Linked DNA regions of Mus musculus: regions 2, 3 and 4 are each linked to region 1. A link is a contact called in public Hi-C and HiChIP or PLAC-seq data. All regions are on one chromosome and are shown on one strand. Each heading gives the region's core, a stretch centred on a gene start, on an enhancer-like site or on the middle of the called end of the contact. The rest is flanking DNA. Distances are from core to core; before and after follow the strand shown. Region 1 has its middle 8.1 kb from the start of Ifna15. Region 2 overlaps Focad (focadhesin). Region 3 holds the start of Klhl9 (kelch-like 9). Region 4 overlaps Focad (focadhesin).

The links. Hi-C and Micro-C count contacts between places; a contact is called where the count stands out from the background. HiChIP or PLAC-seq counts read pairs in DNA pulled down with a chosen protein or histone mark.
Region 2: an H3K4me3 HiChIP or PLAC-seq map of bone marrow-derived macrophages shows a contact between it and region 1, with 4 times the contacts expected there. The contact joins two enhancer-like sites. A contact is called at or near these places in 7 of 39 promoter capture datasets (the 3T3-L1 cell line, 3T3-L1-derived adipocytes, the HPC-7 cell line and 3 more), 1 of 15 datasets of contacts at CTCF or cohesin (pro-B cells), 53 of 484 Hi-C or Micro-C datasets (the 3T3-L1 cell line, 3T3-L1-derived adipocytes, the Ba/F3 cell line and 38 more), 2 of 115 datasets of contacts at active chromatin or transcription factors (bone marrow-derived dendritic cells and bone marrow-derived macrophages) and 2 of 9 other capture datasets (adipose tissue and liver).
Region 3: a Hi-C map of memory CD8 T cells shows a contact between it and region 1, with 7 times the contacts expected there. The contact joins the promoter of Klhl9 here to the enhancer-like site in region 1. A contact is called at or near these places in 2 of 39 promoter capture datasets (the C10 cell line and pre-B cells), 2 of 15 datasets of contacts at CTCF or cohesin (CD8 T cells and the NIH/3T3 cell line), 3 of 484 Hi-C or Micro-C datasets (CD8 T cells, memory CD8 T cells and muscle stem cells), 4 of 115 datasets of contacts at active chromatin or transcription factors (the SCID.adh cell line, bone marrow-derived macrophages, effector CD8 T cells and 1 more) and 1 of 9 other capture datasets (adipose tissue).
Region 4: a Hi-C map of bone marrow-derived macrophages shows a contact between it and region 1, with 2.7 times the contacts expected there. The contact joins two enhancer-like sites. A contact is called at or near these places in 1 of 15 datasets of contacts at CTCF or cohesin (the NIH/3T3 cell line), 6 of 484 Hi-C or Micro-C datasets (LSK cells, bone marrow-derived macrophages, embryonic fibroblasts and 3 more), 1 of 115 datasets of contacts at active chromatin or transcription factors (bone marrow-derived macrophages) and 2 of 9 other capture datasets (adipose tissue and liver).

Annotation. Positions count from the first base shown.
Region 1 is chr4:88,547,037-88,553,267 of GRCm38.p6, forward strand. No RefSeq gene overlaps it. Among named protein-coding and RNA genes, the nearest start is that of Ifna15, 8.1 kb to the right of the region's middle. Within about 2 kb of position 3,350, at least 74 of the 459 cell types and tissues checked have an H3K27ac peak or open chromatin away from gene starts, as enhancers often do. A contact at or near this core is called in CD8 T cells, the SCID.adh cell line, adipose tissue and 3 more, where this site is marked.
Region 2 is chr4:88,313,130-88,319,360 of GRCm38.p6, forward strand. All of the region lies in intron 21 of Focad (focadhesin), which reads left to right. Among named protein-coding and RNA genes, the nearest start is that of Hacd4, 120 kb to the right of the region's middle. Within about 2 kb of position 2,377, at least 1 of the 459 cell types and tissues checked has an H3K27ac peak or open chromatin away from gene starts, as enhancers often do. A contact at or near this core is called in bone marrow-derived macrophages, where this site is marked.
Region 3 is chr4:88,718,782-88,725,012 of GRCm38.p6, forward strand. Klhl9 (kelch-like 9) reads right to left here and starts at 3,727. Exons shown (of 1, transcript NM_172871.2): 1 at 1-3,727. The coding sequence starts at 3,221. The coding sequence ends at 1,368.
Region 4 is chr4:88,409,344-88,415,574 of GRCm38.p6, forward strand. It overlaps Focad (focadhesin), which reads left to right. Exons shown (of 44, transcript NM_001081184.1): 44 at 1,274-1,668. The coding sequence ends at 1,347. Hacd4 (3-hydroxyacyl-CoA dehydratase 4) reads right to left here. Exons shown (of 7, transcript NM_025760.5): 7 at 4,612-5,003. The coding sequence ends at 4,921. Among named protein-coding and RNA genes, the nearest start is that of Hacd4, 26 kb to the right of the region's middle. Within about 2 kb of position 3,183, at least 22 of the 459 cell types and tissues checked have an H3K27ac peak or open chromatin away from gene starts, as enhancers often do. A contact at or near this core is called in bone marrow-derived macrophages and muscle stem cells, where this site is marked.

The sequences.
Region 1 (6,231 bases), core at 2,100-4,599:
ACTCAAACTCAAAAATCAATCAATTAGAGGAAACAACGGCGTTAAAATAAGGACAAGAAGCACAGGAAGCTGTAGTTCCATATTAAACACGTGAATATGCAAATTATCGGTGAGAACACTAGAAGTTTTGAGAGATAAGAGCAGAATACAAACACCAAAGGCGTGTTGCACAGAATATTTTGGTTAATAACAGACCACATACATAACCGTGTTGTTATAGGGTAAAATGAAGGTGAAAAATTCATATAATTCAGTAAACACACAGCTAAAGAAGATATATGAAAAGAAAATGGCAGGAGAAGAAGAGAGAGATCTACCAATTTCCTTAAAAAGTCACCACAATGATAATATACTTCACACTTGAAAAACATTTTGACTATTGTCACTCTCAGGAAATGCTAGCTGTCTCGGGGCATGGTTTTTCTGATTTAACCATAGTACAAGGTGTATGTGATGACATCACCTCGTACCCCACACCAAGGGCAAATCTCATGTGTCAGTTCCAGAAATGTTTGAAATCGTGACCTCAATGCTGACAAGGTTTCTTTGATGAAGAGGATTGCTCATGGAGTCCTATCTGCTTCAAGTGAATCTGTGAAGAAAACAGAGAAAACCTCAAGCAAATACCGCCATGTACTTCTGGACCAAGTGACAATTCCCTGAGAGGAGCTCCAGGGGCTTCTTCAGGGGGACTCTAGAGGAAGTGCTACATCACTGGAGTTGATTACCTGTGTGGATCGTTGCCTGAGAACGTCCAGTGAGCCATGATTGGTGTGGGGGGGGGGGGGCCGGCGGGAGGTGTGACCATCCTGACCATGTGTCTAAGTTTTTAATAAAAAAAAATGAAAAAAAAAGAAAAAAATTGAAAAGTAAAAAAAAAAATGTAAATATTGAAACTGGAAAAAAATCTTCCAGGGGAAATACATAGAGAATTATTTTTTTTTTATTTTGTGTTTCTTTTAAGCTAAGTGCTATTAAAAAGATGTAAAAAGTTTTTAAAATGTTTATAAAGTAAAAATGTTATACTACACTGAGGTGCTGAGTGAGGTATTGCATTCAGTGTAATACACTGAGTATTACAAAACAGATTTGATGTTGCTTGCATCTGCAGTGTTGGAAAGTCTTCAGGAGCCTACAGTGACATCCCAGGCCTTGGCAGCCACCCACAGTGTCACTGACTCAGAGCAACTGTGTTACTAAATGTGTCATGAATGGCAAACACCTTACAACAGTGTGCTATTTGACATCTCATACGTATATTTAGTGTAATTTTCTATTTGAAGTATGTTTAAGCTTATCAGCCCAAGTACTGACCATTATATTACACCTGCCTTCAGCCTTTAGAGTATTCTGCCCTGCTTTATAGCCAGGAGTGAGAGGCCACTTCCTGCATCCTCAATGTATAGTGGGTTACAGTGTCTAAGTTTGTGTAAGTATACTATGTGACGTTGGGACAAAGACAAAGTCATGAAATTATGCATCCTTTGGGTCTTATTCTCATGCTTAGGTGAAACATGTCTCTGGAACACAGTATACTTAACCTGTCAACAAGACCAAGGGAGTCTTGAAGCATTTGTCTCCCTGAGAGTAAACACCTATCTCACATAAGGCAAGGGCCACAGGATGCCAGTATACTTCTCAACAAAAACTCACATCCCTGGAAGAATAGGAGGGCGTCCTCAAAGGTTCAAAGGGAAAACAAGCAAGATAATAATACAATACCTGGCCAAGATGTCTTTCATAAGTAACAGAGATAAGGAACTGTATTTCATACAAGCACATTGATAAAATACTCTCCTATGGGAATAGCCTACAGGGAACTACTAAGTGGCAACTTTCAAGTTGAGATGTAGCAACATATGAACATTTAAAACTTAACAGTAAAGGTAATATAAATACATATCCATGGTCAAGGTACTCGGATACCATAAGTTAGAGCGTAAAGTCACCACTTTGAATGCTAGTTAAAATGGTAGAAGGGAAGTTAGTAAAAACAACTATGGCTATAATCATTAGTCAGTTGACACACACAGTATAAACAGAAGTAAAATATGATGTCAAGAGCATAGTTTAGGGCTTGATGCGAAAGCAGGGCCTCGTTAAAGGCAATTGAAATTAAGCATCTGTTACATGAAGTGAGCATATCCTAACTATTAGATATTTTATGTAAGCCTTGGGCTAACCAGGAAGAAAGATAAATCAGTAAGAGAGATACAAGGAGAAAGGAAAATACCACAAAGCCTCACTAGGAAGATTGTCACCAACCACAAAGGAAGCCCGCACTGTTAAAAGAAAGAATTACTAAATCCATTAACTGAACTTCAATAGCTGGTATCTCTAAAAATTGGCTATTTGAAGAATTATTTAAAATTTAAGAATTTCAATCCACTGATGTAAAAAATGTAATATGCACTTGAAATGCTTTTTTAAAAAAATAATGAGAATGTATTCACATGACAATGTAATGAACACCTGTGTACCAGCCATTCTGTCTAAAAATAAATAATTTATTGTTAAAAAGGGGGGGAATTAAAAGAATGCAAAACGAGATATGCCAATTTTCTGCTACTCTTACACAACGGATTATTTTACTTAGCATTAAAAGTAAAATCATAAAATTTGCGTGTATACTGATGGGGCTAAAGAAAAGTTATTTAAAGTGAGGTAACTCAGGCAGAAAGACAAATATATACTTGTATGTAGATATTAGCTGTTAAAATAATATTAACCAAGCTATTATAACCAGTAGAACTGCAAGAATAGGTATGCAGCAAGGGATTGGGGAAACATAGATCTCCTTGGAAAGGGGAATAGAATAGAGAGCTATGGATGAATGGTGAATGGTGGTGTGTGTGTGTGTGTGTGTGTGTGTGTGTGTGTGTGTGTAGAATGGAAGGATCAAGTTGGGGAAGGGTAAATAGGGGAATGAGTGACGGGAGATGGGGAGAAGACAGCTAAATTAAGGCCCATTTGATAGTATGGGGGCAATATAGTAGAAGCTTCCTAAAATATTTACATATATGAAGGCAACCTAAATGAAATCGCCAAATAATGGGGGAAACGGGGCCCCAAATGGACATCTCCACCCATATGTGCTAGCATCTTTGGTACAGGAAAGTATTATGTATGCGCAAAGGAAAACAGTAAAACACCAACCCAGCTACAACTCCTTTGATCTATGGTGTCCGCCAGCAAGCTCTGTTAGTACAATGGTGGCACGGAGCTTGTGAGAGTAACCAACCAGTATCTGATTTGACTTATGGACTGACACTCAAGCAAGCTCTGGCTCCTAGGACGTAGGCTCAGTCAGGTGACGCGCAGTCAGCAGGGGGCGCGCTCCCATTCACTGCTCAAGGATGCAAACCCAACGATTCCTTTCACTTTCGGATCTTCACGTCACTCTGACTGGGCATTCAACTCCACCCCCAAAATATTCCTCGAGACACAAATTCAAAACTGTGTAGAGCAGTTTTTTGTTTTTGTTTTTTTGTTTTATTAAGAACTTTTGCTTTTCATTCTTCATAGAGACAGAAAACTAAAACTACAAAGAGAAGAGAAACACCTGCCACCTGCGGGACAAGCAGAGAGTGGAGGCAGGAGAATTACTGTGGCTTTGGCTGGATTCTGAAATGGATTCTGCGAAGCTGGAGGGGCTCAAATGGGAGGGATAGCAGCCCTGCAGTGCGGCTCCCAGCTGCTCCTGTGACAGAGGAAGTTTGACCTTTTCCAGGACTTGTCCCAAAGGTCTACGGAATTTCTCTTTTGGACAAGAACGGACGGCAATGCTCCATCAATAAGCACTGTTCTGGAGGTCTGAAAAACTCAGTAGAAGGCACGTTGACTGCCACAAGATCATCCTATGTGCCTTGATTGGCCTTGAACGCTATAGTCTCTCCCGGGCGCTGGGAATAAGGCATGTGCTGGCATAGCCTGCCTGGGTTTCTGTTACCAATTACTTTAAGTCTGAGTGTATATGGTTATTAAGTTATTTCTCTTGACAGTCTTCTTTATCAATGGTTGCTGTTATATAGCGTGCATAATAGTATTTCTCTGCTTAATATGCTGTTTTGTTCTTTATTCTGTGAGGAAGATTCTTTCTTATTTTTTTTTTTCATCCATTTGACCATATATCTTACTCCTTGATTTATCTTAAAATTCGCCAGGTGCAATTAGTACTATTGAATGATTAACTAAAGCTCTCCACTGCACACCAGTTCTAAAGTCACAGTGTTAAAACACGGTGTCTTAGTTCAGGTTACCATTGCTATGATGAAACACTGTGACCAAAACGAACTTGGGGAGGAAAGGCTTTATCTGGCTACTGCATCCTGAATCTGTTGAGGGGAGCGAAGGCAGGAACTCAGAGAAGCAGGAATCTGGAGGCAGAGACTAATGCAGTCCACGGTGGAGCGTTCCTTTCTGACTTGATCCTCACAACCTGATCAGCATGATTTCTTAGAGAACCCATAGGAATTATTAGACACTTTCGGTGATGAGCAATAAGTGAACAGAGAACATGTTTACTAACCACACTAATAAATGAGATAATGTGGAAAATACTGTATTATCAGCAGGCAAGATGTACCAGAGGATAGACATGGGGGGAAATAAAATCAAATATTCCAGGAATGGCGGACACTAACAGAAAGCAATGTACGTTTTACTATCCTAGATGGAAAACCCTGGTAGAATACAAGATTGAATGTTGAAACATTTGTACTGAATGTACTTCAAGTCAGAAAGAAATAAGGTTAGGGAGAGGCTTAGTCCTCTGATATAAACATTCCATCATCAAAAGAAGAAACAAACTCAGAACTAAGAACCACACAGCTCTTGGTACACAGGTAAAGTAAAAACAAAACAAAACAAAACAAGAACAGCAAGAACAACGACACCAGCCCAGACATCAGTCAAAACACCACTAGTTTTTAGAAAATGTATATAGCAAGGATTAGAAATTAGTCATGAATAAATTATGCAAAAGACCAACACAAAGTCTGTAATGATTCATGAGGAGCCTAACAGTAATGTTTAAAAACAGAACTGAATTTGAAAAGCAAATACTTATTGAAGCTTATTGTAGAGTAATATTAATTAGCATATCAACAGGTTAACTATACTTTGGAAATTAAATAATTATTTAAATACAATGCTTTAAACGTTTGTGGATTCGTACTAATATGCCTGGTATTTGTTTTCAGAAAACGTATCTAAAGACAGAAAAAGAACCTTCTGGAGACATTAATCCACATTCTTCTCTAGGAGCCACTTCCCCAGATCCCCTCTCCCACCCAGGTCTCTCCCTCCATCTGCCTTCCATGATCACTCCATCTCCCTTCCAAGTGAGACTCAAGCACCCTTGCTTGTGCCCTCCTTACTGTCCAGCCTCTTTGGGTCTGTAGAGTATGGTATGGGCATCCTGTATTTTATGGCTAATACCCACTTATTCATAAATACATACCATGCATATCCTTTTGGGACTGGGTATCTTCACTCAGGATGATATACTCAAGATCCATCTATTTGCCTGCAAAATTCTTGATGTCTCTATTTCATTGCGTAGTTGTACCACATTTTCTTTATCCATTCTTCAGTTGAGGGACATCTAGGTTGTTTCTAGTTTCTGGATATTATGAACAAAGCTGCTATGAGCATAGTCTTTGTGGGATGTTGGAACATCTTTTGGGTATGTGCCAGGAGTGGTGTAGCTGAGTCTTGAGGTAGAACTAGTTGCAGTTTTCTGGGGAAAAAAAAATTGAATTCCAAAGAGGTTGTGCAAGTGTGTGTTCCCACCAGCAATGGAGGAGTGTTCCCCTTGTTCAACATCCTTACCAGCATGTGCTACAACTTGGGTTTTTGGTCTTAGGCATTCTGACAGGTGTAAGATGGAACTTCAGAGTTCTTTTGATTTGCATTTCCCTGATGGCTAAGGACTTTGAACATTTCCTTAAGTGTTTCTCAGCCACTTCAGATTCCTCAGTTGAGAATTCTCTTTTTAGCTCTGTGCCCCATTTTTAATTGGGTTATTTGAGTTGTTGGTGTTTAATGTTTTGAGTTCTTTATAAGTTTTGGATATTAGCCCTCTGTCAGGTACAAGGTTGGTGAAGATCTTTTCCTACTCTGTTGGCTGCCTTTTTGTCCTATTGACGTGTCCTTTGCCTTTTAGTTCCATGAGGTTCCATTTATCAATCGTTGATCTTAGAGCCTGAGCCAGTGGTGTTCTGTTCAGGA
Region 2 (6,231 bases), core at 1,127-3,626, 230 kb before region 1:
TGAGATTTCATTTTCTAATGGAAGGGTTTTACACGTTCTGGATATAAAATGTATGTTAGAGATGGATTTTGAGAATTCTTTTTTACCTAGTACTGTCATTTCCTTAAAAATTGCTGTATTTTAAAAATGAAATTTTTAATTTTGAAGATTCTAAGTTGCCATATTTTTCTTTTTATGCCTTTTATTAAAAGTCTGAAACAATAGTGTCAGGCTTTGGAGCCTCCCCTTGAGCTGGACCCCACTTTGGACCTATCACTGGACCTTCTTTTCCTCAGGTTCCTCTCCATTTCCATCTTTGCAGTTCTTTCAGACAGGAGCAATTATGGGTCAGAGTTGTGACTGTGGGATGATGGCAATCCCATCCCTCACTTGATGTCCTGCTGGAGGTCAGCTCTACAAGTTCCCTCTCTCCACTGTAGGGCATCTTGTATAAGGTCCCTCCTTTTAATTCCTGAGAGTCTCTCACCTCCCCGGTCTCTAGTATATTCTGGAGGGTCCCCCCAACATCTTACCTCCTGAGGCTGCCTGTTTCCATTCTTTCTGCTGACCCTCAGGGCTTCAGTCCTTTTCCCTCTCCCAATACCTGATCAGGTTCCCCTCTCTCCATGCACCACATCCTGTCCACTTTCCCTCTCAGGTCCCTCCCTCCTCCATCCTGTGATTGCTTTCTTCTCCCACCCAAGTAGGACTGAGGCGTCCTCACTTGGGCCCTTCAGCTTGTTGATCTTTTTTAGTTCTGTGGACTCTATCTTGGGTATTCTGTACTTTTTTTGTGGGGGAGGGCTAATATCCACTTCTTAGTGAGTACATGCCATGCCTGTCTTTTTAGTCTGAGTTACCTCACTCAGGATGATATTTTCTAGTTCCATCCATTTGCCTGCAAAACGCAGAATGTCCTCGTTGTTAATAGCTGAGTAGTATTCCAGTGTGTAAATGAACCACTTTTTCTGTATCCATTCTTCTGTTGTGGGACATCTAGGTTGTTTCCAGCTTCTGACTATCACAAACAAGAATACTATGAACATTGTGGAACACATGCCCCTGTGGCATGGTGGGGCATCTTTTGGGTATATTTCCAAGAGTGGTATTGCTGGGTCTTCAGGTAGATCTACTTCCAATTTTCTGAGGAATCTCCAGATTGATTTCCAGAGTGGTTGTACCAGTTTGCAATCCAACCAGCAATTGGAGCACTCACAAAAAGGGAACTATCATGACTGTCCTTAGAAAGACCCAGCAAGCAGCTGAAAGAGTCAAATGCAGATATTTGCATCCAATCAGTGGACAAAAGCTGCTGACCCCTGTGGTTGAATTAGGGAAAAGGTGGAAGAAGCTAAGGAGGAGGGCAACCCTGTAGGAGGACCAGCAATCTCAATTAACCTGGGCCTCTGAGATCTCTGACACTGGACCACTAACCAGGCAGCATACACCAGCTGATATGAGGCCCCCAACACATATACAGAAGAGGACTGCCGGGTCTGGGTTTAGTCAGAGATGCACTTAGCCCTCAAGAGACTGGAGGCCCTAGGGAGTTTAGAGGTCTGGTGGAGTGGGAGTGGGAGTGGGAGTGGGAGTGGGGGGGTGGGGACATCCTCATGGACACAGGGGTGGGGGTGAGTGGAGGTGGGCAGGAAGGAGGTGTGGGATGTGGAACAGTTGGAGGGTGGACCAGGAGGGAAATAAAATCTGGAGTTATGAATAAATAAATAAATAAATAAATAAATGATAAAAATCTGAAGCAAGATTACAAGAGGTTTCCTTTTCTGCTTAATTTAATTTTTATTCATTAATTTTTAAAAGTAAAAGCATAATTCACATATTGTAAAACCCACCCATTTTATATATACATTCAAAGTATAGGATTAATTTGGTGTGGCTACAAGGTAAAGTGTTTGACGTTTGTCCTTGTGGTAGCCCACGTTGGTTCTGTGCTGCTTCCTTTGCAGGTCAGTTTTTCCTGAGTCAGCGCAGCACATTTAGTGTACTTACTAGTCAGCTTGTAGATAGGCTCTGTTTCCATGGAGAAGTTTTACACTTTTACTTAAGTACCTTGGTCAAAAATCACCTCCCCATGCATTTTCCCTCTCTCCCTTCCCCTTCCCTCTTCCCTTCCCACCCACCCTCCCTCCCTCCCTCCCTCCCTCCCTCCCTCTCTCAGTCTCTTCCTCTTTCTTGGATATGTGTGTTTTCTATTTGTTACGATTTCTGTACTTTTACCCAAATCATATATCTTAATTATTGTTACCTAGCAATAAGCCTTGAATTGAAATGGTATCTAGGCCCTTTGCTTTTCTATATAAACATAAACACAGCTTTAAGAATTCACATGCTGGCTCTGATGTAGATTATAAATATATCAGTTCCGTAGGCCACTTGGCAGGAAACTGAAATAAGGAACACCAGTCTCTCCACTCATGAACAATGTAATCTTTGCATTTAGTTAGGTTAACATTTTGTTTGCATATTTTAAATCTTGCAGGCGTTTTGTTACATTTACTAACCATTACATTTTGTAACTAGGGTTCATTCTGTTTGATTTTCTGCTTATTGCTACTGTGTAAAGACAACAAGATTTTGCTTTTCTACCTTAACTCTAGCTGAATAGTAAGGCGTAAGGTCCCATAATCTCACCTACTTAATATTCCTCTTTGTTTCATTGACTCCTTTGTGTATTAAAATTCATTTGTTCATTCATTCATTCGCTCATTCATTCATTTATTATTTTCATGTATATGTGCATGCCTATATGAATCTATGTGTACTAGATGTTTGCAGGAGAGGACAGAAGAGGACACAATGTCCTGTGGAACTGGGGGTACATGCCACAGTGAGCTACCGTGTAGGAACAGAACTCTGAGAGAGCAGTAAGTGCTCTTAATTGTTGAACCATCTCTAGCCCCTCTTTCTTCCTTTTTCTTTGCCATATGATGTTTAGAATCACTGCGCTGATATTTCTGAAATAACACTCTAGGATTTGATTAGAACCTCACTGGAATACACGGTTAGGGTTGAATCTTCTATTTATAAGCTTAGCATATCTCCCCATTTATTTAAATTATTGGTCTTTCATAGTATATAGTTTTTCTCATGTTGATCCTGTAAGTATTTCTGTACATTTATACCCACACCTTCCATTTCAGGTGATATTACTATGTCACTGAGTCTCACATTTTAATATTTATTTATTCATTGTAGATATAAGGGAAAGCGGTTGGGTTCTGTGTATTCTTGTATAAACTAGCCTTGCTGAGGTGACTAGTTCCTGGATCTTTTGGCCAATTTGTTTGAATTTTATATGTAAATGCCTATGTTGTCTGTGGCAGAGGCAATTTTTCTTTCCTTCCAGTATATGTTAAACTTTTTGTTTCTATCATATTACATCAGTGGGGACTTCTGGTATGATGTTGTAAAGAACTGCTGAGAATTGACATATCTGCCTTGTTCTGATCTTTTAAAAATAGCTTTCAGGTTTTTGCCATGTGTATTCTATGGGATTCTTTTGGCTTGGGGTGTTGTGTAGATTTTCCTTGTCAAGCTTGGACTAAAACTTGGTTAAACTAGTTGGAAGTTGAGTTCCACAAGCGCTCTTTTCCACAATATTGATCTGATGTGTGATCTCTCCACCGTACATTCTTGAATATTGACCCACTCGCACAGGATAAATACCACTAATTGTAGTGAATAAATTTTTTAAACATTGTCAGACTCATTTTGCTCATGCTTTTGAGGAGTTTTGTCTTTACGTTTATGGGAAATATTGTTCTGTGGATTTCTTGTCAGTGTCTTCGTCTGGTTTCGTCTGGAATGAGGAAGTGTCTGCTCCTGTCTTCTCTAAGAAGCACCGAGAATCAGAATGATGGCGTCCTTAAGTGTTTAGTAGCAGTTAGCTATGAGCACATCTGAGACCTACACTTCTATTCTAAACAGCTAGTAGCTGTTTAAAATTTTGTTTTTCTTAAAAGGTGTAACTATTCAGATAATGTATTTTTCATGTGAACTTTGTGCTTTTCAAGGCAGTGGTCTGTTTTCTAGGTAGTTAATTTGGGGCATTGAGTTTGTACATGGTGTTCTTCATTACTCTTCTAATTTTTGTAGGGCCTAGAGTTGTATCTTTTCTTTATTTTATTGTTTTTTCTTGTTTGGTTTGCTACAGGTTTATTGTATTCGTTTAACTTTTCAAAGAACCAGATTTTAGTTTTCAATTTCAACTACTACTGTTCCAATTATTCTTTTATAATGATGTGGGGCATATGTGCTCCAGAGCACATACAGGTCACAGAACAACTTGATTCTCTAACTCTTTTTTTTTTTTCATCTGTTTCTTCTTTTCTTTCTTTTTATTATATGCTTTCTTTATTTACATTTCAAATGTTATCCCTTTTCCTAGTTTCCCCTCTGAAAATCCCCTATCCCCTCCCCATTACCCCTGCTCACCAACCCACCCACTCCTGCTTCCTGGCCCTGGCAGTCCCCTATACTGAGGCATAGAACCTTCACAGGACTAAGGGCCTCTCCTCCCATTGATGACCAACTAGGCCATCCTCTGCTACATATGCAGTTAGAGCCATGAATCCTACCATGTGTTTCTTTGATTGGTGGTTTAGTTCCAGGGAGCTCTGGAGATACTGGTTAGTTCACATTGTTGTTCCTCCTATGGGGCTGCAAACCCCTTCAGTCCCTTGGGTCCTTTCTTTAGCTCCTTCATTGGGGACCCTGTGCTCCGTCCAATGGATGGCTGTGAGCATCCACTTCTGTATTTGTAAGGTACTGGCAGAGCCTCTCAGGAGACAGCTTTATCAGGCTCCTGTCAGCAAACTCTTGTTGGCATCCACAATAGTGTCTGGGTTTGGTGGATGTTTATGGAATGGATCCCCAGGTGGGGCAGTCTCTGGATGGTCCTTCCTTCAGTCTCAGCTCCTTCCATGGGTATTTTGTTCCCCCTTCTAAGAAGGACCGAAGTATTCACACTTTGGTCTTCCTTCTTCTTGTAAACCACCTAATAGGATGCTGGAGCAGAATTGCAGGTTCGAATGTAGTTAGGCTACAGGTAAATCTCAGAGCATAACTTACTGTGTTAACTTGGGCTTCCTCTGATGGTGTACACCAGAATGATTTCTTCCCCTTCCCAGATATCAGATATATAGGGTGACTTTTATTTTGTGTTCATTATGAAAATTTGGTAAAGCTCTAAGTGGAACATGCAGAGGTATGTGGTGGTCTAATGACGCAAGCTTCTGATCCTCTGATTATACAACTCTTCCCTGAATCTGGCCAATCTGGGATTTCATACTGAGGTTCTTGTTAGCATTAGGTGTCTGCCTCTGGGTGACTGTTCAAGTAAGTTGTGGTTCTCCGTGTTTGCTTGCTATCTGTCAAGCTGCACTTTGCTGTGCTGTCATCCCTCACAGGTCTCAGAGAGACATGGGGGGTGGGGCAGGGGCATCAAGTTGTGTTCTTAGGATGTGTCTTAGGATGTGTTCTTCTCAGTTATGTTTCTTAGGATGAATTGTGGGTTGTAAGCCCCTTATGTGCCAGACTGGAACGGGCGTTTTTCATACTTGACGTATATTTTATATGTAATACTTTATTAATGCTTCTCAAAAAACATGTGTTGGCTAAACTAAGACTTTTGATGCCATGGTGAACTATTTATATAAAATCATCTCATAAATTTCCCCTTATTTCCCTGCTTTTCAAAACAAACAAACAAGCAAACAAGACCCCTGATGTTCCACCATGCTATTACACATTTGAAAGGATTGCTGACAAATATCTGATGCAGAATTAACCCATATGACTAGTATCTTAGGTTTGGGCAAATCCATGTGCCCTCTCTCTTTGATATTTTGAATTGGACCCCACCAGTGGTCATATCCTATCTTCCAGGCTTCTCTATTGCCTTTCTCTTTCCTTATAGATACCTCCTGCCCTTTGGGAGGAAGCTGAGGGCAAGCGTCAGTTTTCTTTTCTGGAATTTGCTGTCAACCCCATCATCTTTGGCATTTCCTACTTTGACATGATATTCTCATCTAAATTAGGCAACACTGGCTTATCCTGGCATGAGAATGGCAGTCAAATTTCATTACTTTCTCCCTTCTTGGTGATAATGTTGTTCCTGATCATGTCAGTGCCACCCAGCCATGTTTATGCTTAGCATTAAGTAATGAGCTGCTCTTCCATTTGTGTTTTAGAGAAACCTTATTCAGCCATACTGGAAGCTGGATAATGATTTCT
Region 3 (6,231 bases), core at 2,477-4,976, 170 kb after region 1:
TTTTCCCAGGAAAGTACATATTCAGTATCACTCATTACCAAGGGACACTATAATTCCATTTATCTGATAAGTTCCCTTTAAGATTTTCCCATGTAATTCTCAGGCAGAAAGTATTCCCACAGTATTGAAGACTGAAGGTCTACTTTAGCACTGCCTTAAAGAAACCAGCTGACTTCTTAGGGGATCTGAGCTGGTTCTATTTTTGAGTCAAGGCTAAAAAGGCGTAATTCTGATTTGATGCAGAACAGGGTGTATCTGTTTGCTCAGATCACAGCCTTGAGGCAGCTCACACATTACAGGATGCTTACCAGCTACCTCAGCACCAAAAAAAAAAAAAAAAAGAAAAAAAAAATCATTCAAAATCACATAATAGGCATGTCAGAGTGACTGAGGCAGGAGACTAAACTTAAAATCCTGGAGCTTTGTTGAGAATGCTTCTATGCCTTCCTTAACTCCCGATTTTCACAGGTAAAAGTTAATGATAAAAAAAACAACAAAGACAAAAACAGTTCTTTGAAACTTGCTTTCTGCTAAATAAGCATGTAACTACAGACTACAGAAAAACTAATTAAATTTCATTTAAAGAAAAAATTCTATTAAATGACAAATTTGGCTGTCAATTTAGTTTGTTGTAGCCCTTAGCTATCTAAATTCGGTTTAAGACTTTAGACACGGACTCTCTGGTATTGAATTCTCATTGAAATAAAATTAGCTGCTTTCTGGAAGAAAATATAAGGTCATTTTCACAACAGTTGAAGTTTCTATCAAGTCTAAAAGTTTATGTGTGTACACAAATTTTTGAGTGAGCATGAATATCTGACTAGTGTACACACCTATTATTTTTTCTCCAGTGAGAGAACAAATCCTGACCTGTTTCTTCTAGTTAATATTGTTACTATTTCTGTCTACCTAGGAAACTTCAAATATTCTAAGACTAATCACACAGCCTAGACAACAGATTGTCCAAAACTATCCAAGAGGGAGGTAGCTGTACCTTGGCAATCTTTATATTAGGTTAGAACAGGGGACCTCCATTTAATGTTTCAGTCAAATCAAATGTTTTAATTTTTAGTATAACAGACATAATTACACATTTACTAAGATCATCTATAATTTGACACATGTAACACCACAAAAAAAAATCTAATTTTCTATGTATCTTTTTTACTTGTTAAAACAGCTGAATATATTTAATACTTTTCAAAATGCACTTGTATAGCCATTTACTAAACAATATCAAGCCAAACCAAAAAAAAAAAAGGGTCTAAGTTACCTTTTTGTCTATTAACTGTAGCAATAAGGAGAAACAATACAAGGGGATGAACAAGACCACCCATGATACACTGAAAAGGTATTACACCTTGGATCTAAGAATGATCTGAAGGTGCTGAAAGAGGTGATTCTCTAGAAGGTGACCCAGGGTTTTCTTCAGGTGGAAAAACTGTGAGAGTGCAAGCCCGAATGCCACCCAGCGACTCAGGAAGATCAAAAACTTTATGCCACTCGTCTTTTTCTGGGTCATATTTCTGGACAATTTCTACCATGCACCGGTTATTCCAAGAATATCCACCAACAACATAGATTTTGTTTTCAAAGACTGCAACTCCAACATCACTCTGACCTCTCAGCATAGCAGCAATTGGTGTCCACTGGTCAAGAGTTGGCGAATAGTATTCGCAGCTTAGGACATCATCATAATCACTTGTTCCTCTGAAGTGGTTGCCACCGATGACATACAGCTTGTCTCCAACTGTACACATGCAATGCAGACCTCGGACTGTAGTCATAGGAGCCTTCTGTGTCCATTTGTCTGTATCTGGGTCAAAACACATGAGCTCATTTTGGAAAGTGTCATGAGTGATTCCTCCGGAAATATACATTAAACCCCCATATACTGTTCCAGCATGGCCATAGTGGGGTTCACTCATCTTTGCAACGTAGCTCCATTCATTCATTCTTGGGTTGTAACATTCTACTGTGGCCAGTTCACCAGCTGCACTGCGCCCACCAACTGCATATAAATGTCCTTTGAGGGCACTCAGGTGAAAGAATGTGCGCTTTTCGTTTAATGATGCCACCTGCATCCACTTATTATAACGAGGATCAAATCTGAAAACTGTATCAACAGCCGTTTTTCCTTTTGTATCATAATTACTCTGGCCACCAACTACATAAAGGAAATTTCCAATAACAGCAATGCCATGCTGGTATCGAGGAGCATCCATGGGCGCTAACGACTTCCACTCCTGCGCCCTTTCGTCGTACATTCGTAACTCTTTACTGACAACTAGCTGTTGTCTCAAAACTCCTCCTAAGGTAACCAAATGAGTAGAATCAGATCGAATGGCAGTTCTGTCCGACTGCATCACCGGCTGCATATACGGCATCATTTGGTAATTGCTTGCTTCCAAAAGTAAATTCACACAGGTATTGTCTGTTCTCATGAAATCTACTGTCTGCACATAGTTGATGAGATCCTGTGGTGTCATCAGTGGAAAGCGAATATTCTTCATTAATTTTGCGGCATAGTCCATCCGAGGGTCTTCCAGCCTCAGCCAGCGGCAGGCTGCCTTGAAGAGCTCAAGTTCCGAACAGTGCTTGAGACTATTGCTGGAAAGCACAAAGGCAAGCCGTTCAAAGGGGAGTTTCAGAAACTCCCCAGTATTCAACAAGGCAGGAAAGTTCTTCAGGATGAAATTATTTACGTATTTATCCACTTCTATAAGATTGTAGGTGTTAGCAATCCGGCCAACCTCCACACAGTTATCCAAAGAGACGCCTGATATAAGAAATACTTTACAAAAATCCAAAACCGGCAAGATCTGTAGAAAGCTGGCAGCTTCAAGAGTGTCCTGAAGATTGTCCATATTAAGAGACAGTTTTGCAGTATAAATAAAATCAATGATTTTCTTCAGACCAACTTTGTTCACCCCATGAAGCTTGATGCACATCAAATCTTTCTCTTTCATTCCTCCAGTGAACATGGCCTTGAAATAATCACTGGCAGACGCCATCATGGCTCTATGAACCGGGAAGATTTCCTCTCCATCGCCAGGTACCAGCGTCACGTCACAAAGTAGGCCCTCTATTCTGAGCTGATCAAAGCCTTGCAATACAACCGAACTGTGCGTGTTGCTGGTAAAAAACCGCGTAGTTCCAGACTTGCAAGGCTGCAGGTGGGCAGAGACGCCCATGTCGCCGTTACCCAGAGACACCTTCATGGGAGAAGCCGGAGCTCGCTGCGAGCTGCAGGCCGCAGACGTTACAAAGAGAACGCTCTCGGGAAACCCCGGGGCCGCCGAACCAAGGGCAAGCAAGCGGTCGCCGCAGCACCGCTCTGGGCACACCGACGTCCGCCCTGCAGCAACAGCAGCACGCACCTCAAATCTGCCAGGAGAGCGGGTGAGTCATCACCCGGGGCAGTTACGTGACCGCTTCACCTCCTCCGGTCCCGGGCTGTCGTCCTTCGCCGCTGCGCTCAGGGCGGGGGAGGGGCCGTCACGGCCTGCGCACCCCGGCTGCCGCCCTCCAAGGCTCAGCCACCCCAACGAGCTGCGGCCGCGTCCTCTGCGATCCCCGCTGTGTCGTCGCGGCTACGGACTTGGCTTGGAGCAGGGCCTGGAATCCCGACTTGGGCCTAGAACGGCGGCCTAGCACCGAGAGCCAGCCCGACCTTCCGGAAAGGCAGAATCCCAGGATCCCCCGGGCTAGGAGCGGCTGCACAGCTAGTGCGCTTGCGCGGCTGAGCTGGCAAGGGGGCGGTGGATGGGGGCAGGGCGCGGGCGGGACTGGGGGCGGGGTTCCGGCCGGCCAGCGAGGCCGGTGCAGGGTCCATTATGTAAGCTTGTAGGAATGCGCGTGCGTGTGCTTAAGCTTGCTTTTCAAGAGCGCGTTCTTTTCAAGATTTACGCTTAAGGTCTTTGCCAGAGCAGCAACGAAAGGCAACCTTTGTTCAAACACAAGAAGCCTGGCAGAAGAAATCATTGTATCGTTTTATTTATTTATTTTCTTCAAGAACAGTTTTACAGTTTGCGTCACACTCAATTAAAAATGTTGATTGTAAAAGGTTTTTTGTTTGTTTGTTTAACATTTAAGACACATGAGATTTAACTTGCCACTAAATTTTGGTCCTAATGATACATTTTTTTAATATTTGGCAGGAGAGATAATGCCTTCATAAATACGGTTTTCAGGGTTTTGTTTTCCAAACACTATTTTTAACTGGCTACAGTTTTCCAGTAGTTGAGCATGTTATAGTTTACTTTGTCCACTGTTTTCATCAGTGTACAAATGTCCTCCATTATCTTATGGACTCTGTAATAAGCGCAGATGATTTGAACACAAAACGTTATCCTGATTTGGATAATGATAATATTTGGTAGAATATTCAAGTCAATGTTTCCAAAATAGTTACCCTTTGCGTTTCCCTTGTGTTGAACTTTGCTTTTATAAGTATTTTTTATTAACATGCAGTTCTCTAGCTACTGGCAAATTTTAACTTTGATTTGAGAATAAGTATATAATTTGCCGTAGTTCTCTGTTCTCGAAGTTCCAAATCCTTCTAGCGTTTACTTGTATGCAGACTAAGAATATACTTACATTCTTATGCTCCACTTCCTGGCTCTTTTCTAAATGGCATGTATCCTACTGGATTTTTTTTTTCCAGTTCAAGATTTTCCAAAATTGGTATATAGAGAGCTTACTTACAACCTGTTGATGACCCCAAAAAAATGTATGTAATTTACTTAACTATAGGTGATTAATCTTCCTTTATTTCTCCTTCCTTCTTCTCCCGGTGGTTTCCGGCCAATTGCAGCAATCCCGGGAAACTAGTAGAACAACATTCTTTTCCCCAAACTAGTAGAACAACCTGTGGTCGTCGTTCCTTCCCCCCCCCCCCCCCAGGTGCCCTGTTATACCAGAGCTTTGTTGAAATGAGAATGGTCTTGAGAAGTTCTTCCCAGGAGCTAAGTTCTGGGAGGCTGCTTGGTTCAGGAGTTGGGGTAAGCCTTTCCTGAGTGGCTCTGACATGTCACCTGGCTGTGAAGAGGCACTTCCGAGAGATTAATTTCTACCTGTAGGGAAAGAAAGAACAAGATCACTTCCTGAGAAGGTGCCAGAGCAAACTTCAAGACATCGGTCCTTTCCCTACTAAGCTAGCAAGGTTAATGAGAAACCAGGCATGAACATTTATGGTTATTAGGGACACATGCTCCTCATATTTCAATGGTTTATTTTACATTTATTTTTATGTTCATTGGTGTTTTGTCTGCATGTATGGCTATGCGAGGATGTCAACTGGAGTAACAGGCAGGTGTGATCTATCCTCTAGATGCTTGGAACTGAACCCTGGGTCCTCTGGAAGAGCACCCAGTGCTCTTTACCTCTGAGCCATCTCTCCAGCCACCAACATTTAACTATTTTAAAAGATTATTTTGGGGGCTGGTGAGATGGCTCAGTGGGTAAGAGCACCCGACTACTCTTCCGAAGGTCCAGAGTTCAAATCCCAGCAACCACATGGTGGCTCACAACCATCCGTAACAAGATCTGACTCCCTCTTCTGGTGTGTCTGAAGACAGCTACAGTGTACTTACATATAATAAATAAATCTTAAAAAAAAAAGATTATTTTGTTCTGCTTTCACCAATATTTGGTAGTCATGTTAAACAGGTATGTGTTAAAAGCATCGACTTAGGGTCATCGGCCCACTAGACATAGCATTTACTCGTGTGCTTTATTATATCAATTCCAATATATTTTTTTTTAATTTCATTTATTATATCTTAGTATTTAGCACATATGAGATCATGTTCACCTTCACATTTAACTTAAAAAGAAGTATTTACTTTCTTTTTTAAAGGATTCGTTTCTTTTATTTATTTGAGTACACAGTTGCTGTCTTCAGACACACTAGAAGAGGGCAACAGATCCCATTACAGATGGTTGTGAGCTACTATGTGGTTGCTGGGAATTGAACTCAGGACCTCTGAAAGAGCAGTCAGTGCTCTTAATCTCTGAGCCATCTCTCCAGCCCAGTATTTACTTTCATATTTTAATTAATATTTTTATTATTTAAAGTTTCACTTTTAGACATTTCACGTGTTTGTAATTTCAGATGAAGAATGGATGTCCAGTTTATTCAAGCTACAAGTAACATCTAAGGCTCAGGAGTGATGGCACACGCCTTTAATCTCAGCACCCAGGAGGCAGAGGCAGGCAGGTCTCTGAGAG
Region 4 (6,231 bases), core at 1,933-4,432, 140 kb before region 1:
CAAGAGAGTTCTCATTTCACCTTTTATGCTGTTACAGCCCCTACACTGACTTCTAGTAACAGTCGCTGCTGCTCAGTATTTCGAGAAGGGAACTAGGTATTGACAGAGCTATCAAGCACTTTCAGTCCCACACTTCTCCATGCTCTGGCACGGTATGACTGTAGCGAACCCCAAATGTGAAAAGTTTTTCTGAAAGTTTTGTAGAGTTCTAAACTCAGCTATGAGGTGTGATCTGGCCATTGGCCTCATGGCCTGAGATGGCTCATACTTGTCACCTGTGTCTTGGGACCTGAGGTTCTGGAGCCAGCAGCCCCTGCTGATGCCCTTTGCATACCGTAAGACATTGTACTGAGAAGTGCCCTTCCCATTGACCTACCCTGTGATGCTTTATCCAGCCTGGAGCCATAACATGACCCATATTTTACTGTAAGGGGGATATACTATTTTTTTTTATTACTAAACAGGCAGGAACCCCAGGCAAATGGAAAGCATGTAGATGAAGGCCAGGGCCTCGGTGTGATTCCAGTGCAGCACGGAGCTTCATTGTGAGTCAAGCCTGTGACTTATTCATTCCTAGGGACTTGCTGATAGGAGTCCCTGTTTGTATGCCACAGGGAGTTTGGACCAGTGATGGTTGCAAACATACACTGTCTTCAGCTACAAAGCTACCAACTGATATCAATAAAGAAAACCATCACTTGGTTTAAGGAACCACACCTGTACTAAATTACATAGTCATTGGCTTACTGGAATGACCTGGGTTCCCTATAGTCCTTCACATTCTTTTATTTTACATAACATCTGAATATATTAATATACTAGAGTAAGATAAAAAATATATAGTAGTTACCAAACGGGGTTAATCAGAATTTCTCTACTTGTAATTGTTCCTTGTGACCCATAACACAATGGGAAACACATACATTACAGATACATGTCCAGGTAAAGTTTACTGTGAGTACACTTGCTTCATTGATCATAAAAGCTCAGCCTTCTTATAGGTGTAAGGGCTTCTCTTTAATTAAACACTTAATGGAGATAAACCAGTTCATGTCTAAAAGAACACAAGTTTAAAGTAAATTGTTACAGAGGCAGCATCTCATGTAAATAGTAATGACATTAAGAAAAATAATTATCACTAGCATGCCAAACATCAATGGTTCTGCAAAATTTCTCATTTACTGCTTTGACACCTTTTTGATCAAAATGATATTTTCAGACAAAGCATAGCTGTGTCAAGTGCATCAGTCTGCCTGTGTTCTTTTCCTCCTAGCCACCCTGCTATCCCTGAGAGTTCTCCCAGAGTTTAAGAAGAAAGCTGTATGGACCAGAGCGTATGGGTGGTGACAGTCACAGGACCCAGCAACATTCTCCATGGGAGGAGACAGACCAGAGAAACAGAAGCTTTTTAGGACTGCTATCTGAGATCTATGAAAAGTGATCCTCACCATTGGAGGTCATGAGAAGATGGCTACATACTGACATCTCACTGTGTGCGTGGCCAGGAGAAGGGTGCATTCCTTGGGTACCTGGGCATTTAAAACTGAAATAGAACATGACTTCTATATGGACAGAGTTCATTGTAAAAGTTATCTTTTCTTTGTGAAAACTAGAGTATATTTTCTCTCCCTCAAGTTCTAGTAAAATAATCTTATGAGTTTTGTGCAATGTGACTTTTATTTTTAAGTGTGTGGGAAGATTTTGCCAATGAAAGCAAACCATACAGGTGACAAGGTTGTGATAATCTATTTTCCATGAAGCTGTGTCATTGAGTTTTATTCTTGTTGATAAAACCCCCACTTAAGAGAACTGCTAGGCACATTCCAATCACTAGGCATGATACTGACTGGTACCCAAGTTAAACTCATCAGTGATAGGTAGAATTCCCATGCTGGGTTGTCATGAATACACGTGAAAGTTATCCAATTCACAACATTAGTGGCCACAAAGGAGGCTATTAGTTCACAAACCAAGAAACTCATGGTTGGTCTGATAAATCCTGATGCTGTGGTCTCTTTCTCTGGAGAGCATGCCTCCTACTTAGCAAAACGTCCGCCAGCTACCATTACCAAGACTAAAGAACAGTTCTTTCCCCCACCGGCATGGCAGAATCAATACTGGGCAGACTCTAGGAATACACGTAGGTCTTTTAACAAGTATTGGGTCCCTGACAGGTGGGATATACTCAGTGGTTAGGCCTAAGTCAGGTGTTGACCTGAGTCCTGGACACAGAGGAGGTAGCCCCAAGCAAACTTGAACTGGGTTTCCCTGGGAGAAAGATGATAGGATGCTAGACCAGCAAAAAGGGATACATGTCTCCTCAGAAGATCAATCTTTTTATAAGACTGAAGATCTCTCCACCAGAATATTAGTGACCTAAAAGCTTAAAGTATTAGTGGTCTAAAGATAGTATCATGATTTCAGCTCTGGCATTGGCTAGAGACTCAGGCAGCATTATACTTTTGATGCTTGTTGATCATTGTGACTTCAACTGGGGCCCAGTCTTCAACCAGTCATCTGAATACACATACAGGGGATCATTAGGAAGGAAAGTCATGGCACCAAAGTCAGGCACTTTTGTGTCTTCCATACAAAGACAAGTGCCTGGCCTTTCACAAACACAGAACTGCTGACATTCACGGGTGGCATGTATCTTCTTGTTGTCCCAAAGGGCACTGAGTTACAGCAGCACTACTGGTTCTAGTTTCCAAATATATAATTCCTTCACAGATTGGACTACAAGGAGATAGTTTAAGCCAAGAGAAAAAAGAAGGTAGAAGCAATGTATACCAGCTTTTCTTCTCCTTCCCATATGCACTGTTGTGTATGTCCTACCAACTAGAGACTGAAAGTCATCTAGCATTTACTATTGGGTACCAGATTGTGAAAACACTAGATGTTTCGTTTTGCTTAGCTTGTTTGAAGTCTTGCAACAGTACCATGGGGAACATTGTTTTCGGCTTTAAAATGGAGCAAAAATATCTATTTCTACTGCATCAGACATCTTGGCTCCCACTTTAAGGTGCACATCTGCTAAGAAAAACACCAGGCCTTTGGCACAGGGAAGCCTGAGAGTAGTGTAACAGACCAGGTTTTTCTGCATGCATTAAAGTGCTCTGGATTCCAGAGTACCTTGGAAACACAGGAGACAATGATTAGTGAAGAGGAAGTTGGCACTGGAGACATTTTCTCATTGTGAATCAGCAACCAAACATTTGCTGTTGCCCAAGGAATGCACAAATCTGCCTAGACTTCATATTTCAGATTTTCCATGTCTTTTCAGTCCGGTTTCTTCTCAAACCTGGTGTTTCCTCCTGCTCTTCACAGGAAAACAGAAGTTTACAAAAAGAAGGAAATAAGGTAATCCTCAGCCCTCACTTTCCGAGCTCTTGGTTTTGAGCAGTCATGGATGGACAAGTCATGGGGTTGTCTGGCTATTGGTCCGCTAAAGAATCTTCGTTGCTAGCACTAAAGACTAAATTCAAAGCTGTGCCACTGAAATTATAATAACCTCCCTCCTGATTACCTGTGTGACCCCAAGTAAGAGGTAAATTGTTCGGTCTAGATGTTTCACTTTTTTTTTTACACAAACAGGAAGCTGCTTCTTTAGACCATGTCCGTAACTACATAAAGGAGGGTTTTGTTACAAGTCTTCTCCTGTCAGCTTTTGAAAACACAAGTTGCCAAGACACAAAGTATTTGGGCATGCGCCTGTGTAGGGTTTAAGCTACTGTATGCATCTTGGAAGTATCCAAGCATAGACTGGACTGGAAAGGTGTACATTTGGCACAGATATGGGCATCTATGCAATTGTCTAAAATCATGTTACAGTCATAATAACTCCATAGTAACCAAAGGGCCACCTTCTCTATGGCCTGGCCACACAGCAAGGAGGCATCCATCTGCATCTCACGCTCAAAAGTCACTTGCCACTTGGCATCCTGATGTTAAGCCTTTTCATTTCTAGAATCACTCAATTTAGTAATATTTTGTTGCAATAAACCAGACTAAGTGAGCAGTAGTTAAGGTGAGGCAGTGCTGTATGCAAAGTGGAGAAGCCACTGGGAAATTAGTGAGTAGATGGTGGAAGAGTTTGAAGATGCTGAACTCATCATCTTAGTCAGAGCAGATAAGTAGCCCCTATGCATTTGAAGAGACACCTCTGATCATCTGTGATGCAAGATCACCTCTCAAAAGAGCTCCAGGGTGCATTCTGTCAGATCTAAGAAGTCTGATTGTCTTTCTATCTCTACTAGCTACAGCTCAACTTAGCAGTGTTTCTAATCGAGAGGCTGACCCAGTCTACAGTTTATGCCTATACTAATCTTACTATGTTGGCTAACATCTTGCTCTTGTACATCCAAGTCTCCCAAACCCTAAAACATACATTTCTGTAGTTTTGACAGCCAAGTTTTATAAGGTAGGGATGCGCTTCATGACACAGCAGCAACCTGAACTAAGATACAGGAAGATGCTTAATTTTCTGGGTATATGTAATGTTCATGGTTCTAAGGGCAGGGGAATTTGTTATCTTAGAATCAGAGGGGACTCTTTTACCTCATCCCCTTCATATAAATCTGTTAGTTGCGAGTGCAGAAGTTAATCAATTGGTTTCTCAAGTCAATTGAATTTACTCCAGTGAATCTATCTCTCATTAACATTACAGGAAAACATTCAGAGTTTTCAAACTCATTATAAATGTAACTTGTATAAAGCCCGCGGCCCTGGTGAAGCAGTGTCTGCTGCACCTTTGGGGATTTGTTCTTAAAGCTCAGGAGCTTTAGAACACGGGACCACAGTAGATTTTTTTTTTTTTTTTGTCCAGTTCTATGTTTTTTTTTTTCGCTAGCAGATGCCCAGTGTTGTATTTGCTGCAGCTTAGACCACCAGTCCATCTTCTCACCTGTTCGACAGGCTACCTCACACGTTCTTCTGTTTGACAGAAAAAACTCGGAGGAAGTCTTTTCTTTCTGTATAAAGATGGCTGTAGGTGAAATACATACCTATAGTGCAAAAAGAGTAAGGTTGGTTAATCATTTATCTGTAAAGATCCATGGTTTTAGGATACAGGCAGAGGGTTGTTTGAATTCTAGGAGCAGCCACAGTTAACAAGGAAGACTCAATTAGAGCACATGAACTGTCCAGATCTTATACAGGAAGGCAGTGCAAGCAAACTCATCCTACTCACTCACTCTAAGGCAGGGTTCCCCTTCCCCTCCACCCCCCGTTGGTAGCGTTCATCACTATCTCTAAGCTATCCCCCCCTCCTTTATTTGTATGTGGTATCCTTATACTTGAGAGCTGTTATCTCCCAGATATGATTATTATCTTGATAATTTGTGAAGGGTAGAGGCAGGAAAATGTAAATAATAAAAGTCTTTTCCCCACTCTCCTGGAAAACATTTAATCGGTCGAGCTTGTTCAAATATAGTTTTCTATTAGCCCACCCTACCTCCAATTAATTTACTTTTAAATAACTTTACTCTTTGATTTCAGGTTTTCTGTGTTACTGTACCTATTAGTGGGTTCAATGTGATATTTCCACACGTGCATGAGAGATGCATTCATCAAATCTCACGTCCCTTCTGCTGGCTTCCAGCCCCACATAATTACTAATCAACTTTCATGTCAGTTCTTAAATCTTCACACATAAGCAAGAACATTATAGCTGCCCTTGCTTAATGTGCTCTCTGTTTCTCTTCGTTGTTCTGGAATAACAGAAATTCAGGCTTTGTGGCTAGATGACCCACTGTGTGAGCATGCAGCATATTTTCTCTATCCATCCATGCTGACAGCCTCCAGGGCCCCACATCTTTCTATTGTGAAGAGTGCATTCTTTTCCATACGCTGCTAACTTCACTTCCTTTTGTCCTCTCTTTGGGGCAGTTGGATCATATGGTAGTTCTATTTTTAGGTTTTTTTTTTTGAGGAACTTCCACACTGTTGCAGGAGTAGCTGCACTAATTTGCATTCCTAACAACAGTGGTTTCTTTTTCTCCACATCCTCACTAACATTTGTTTTTGTTGTTGTATGGTTGATAGCCAGACATTCTGACTGAATCTGTTGCCCTGGTGGTTAGTAAAATGGAACATTTATTTCATAGTTCTTGTGTGTGTGTGTGTGTGTGTGTGTGTGTGTACTTTGTAAGTATATTCATATCACAAACACATTCTAATTGTACTACTAATTTCATATTGAATTTCTGGGGTCTCTATACCTTCTGAAGACTT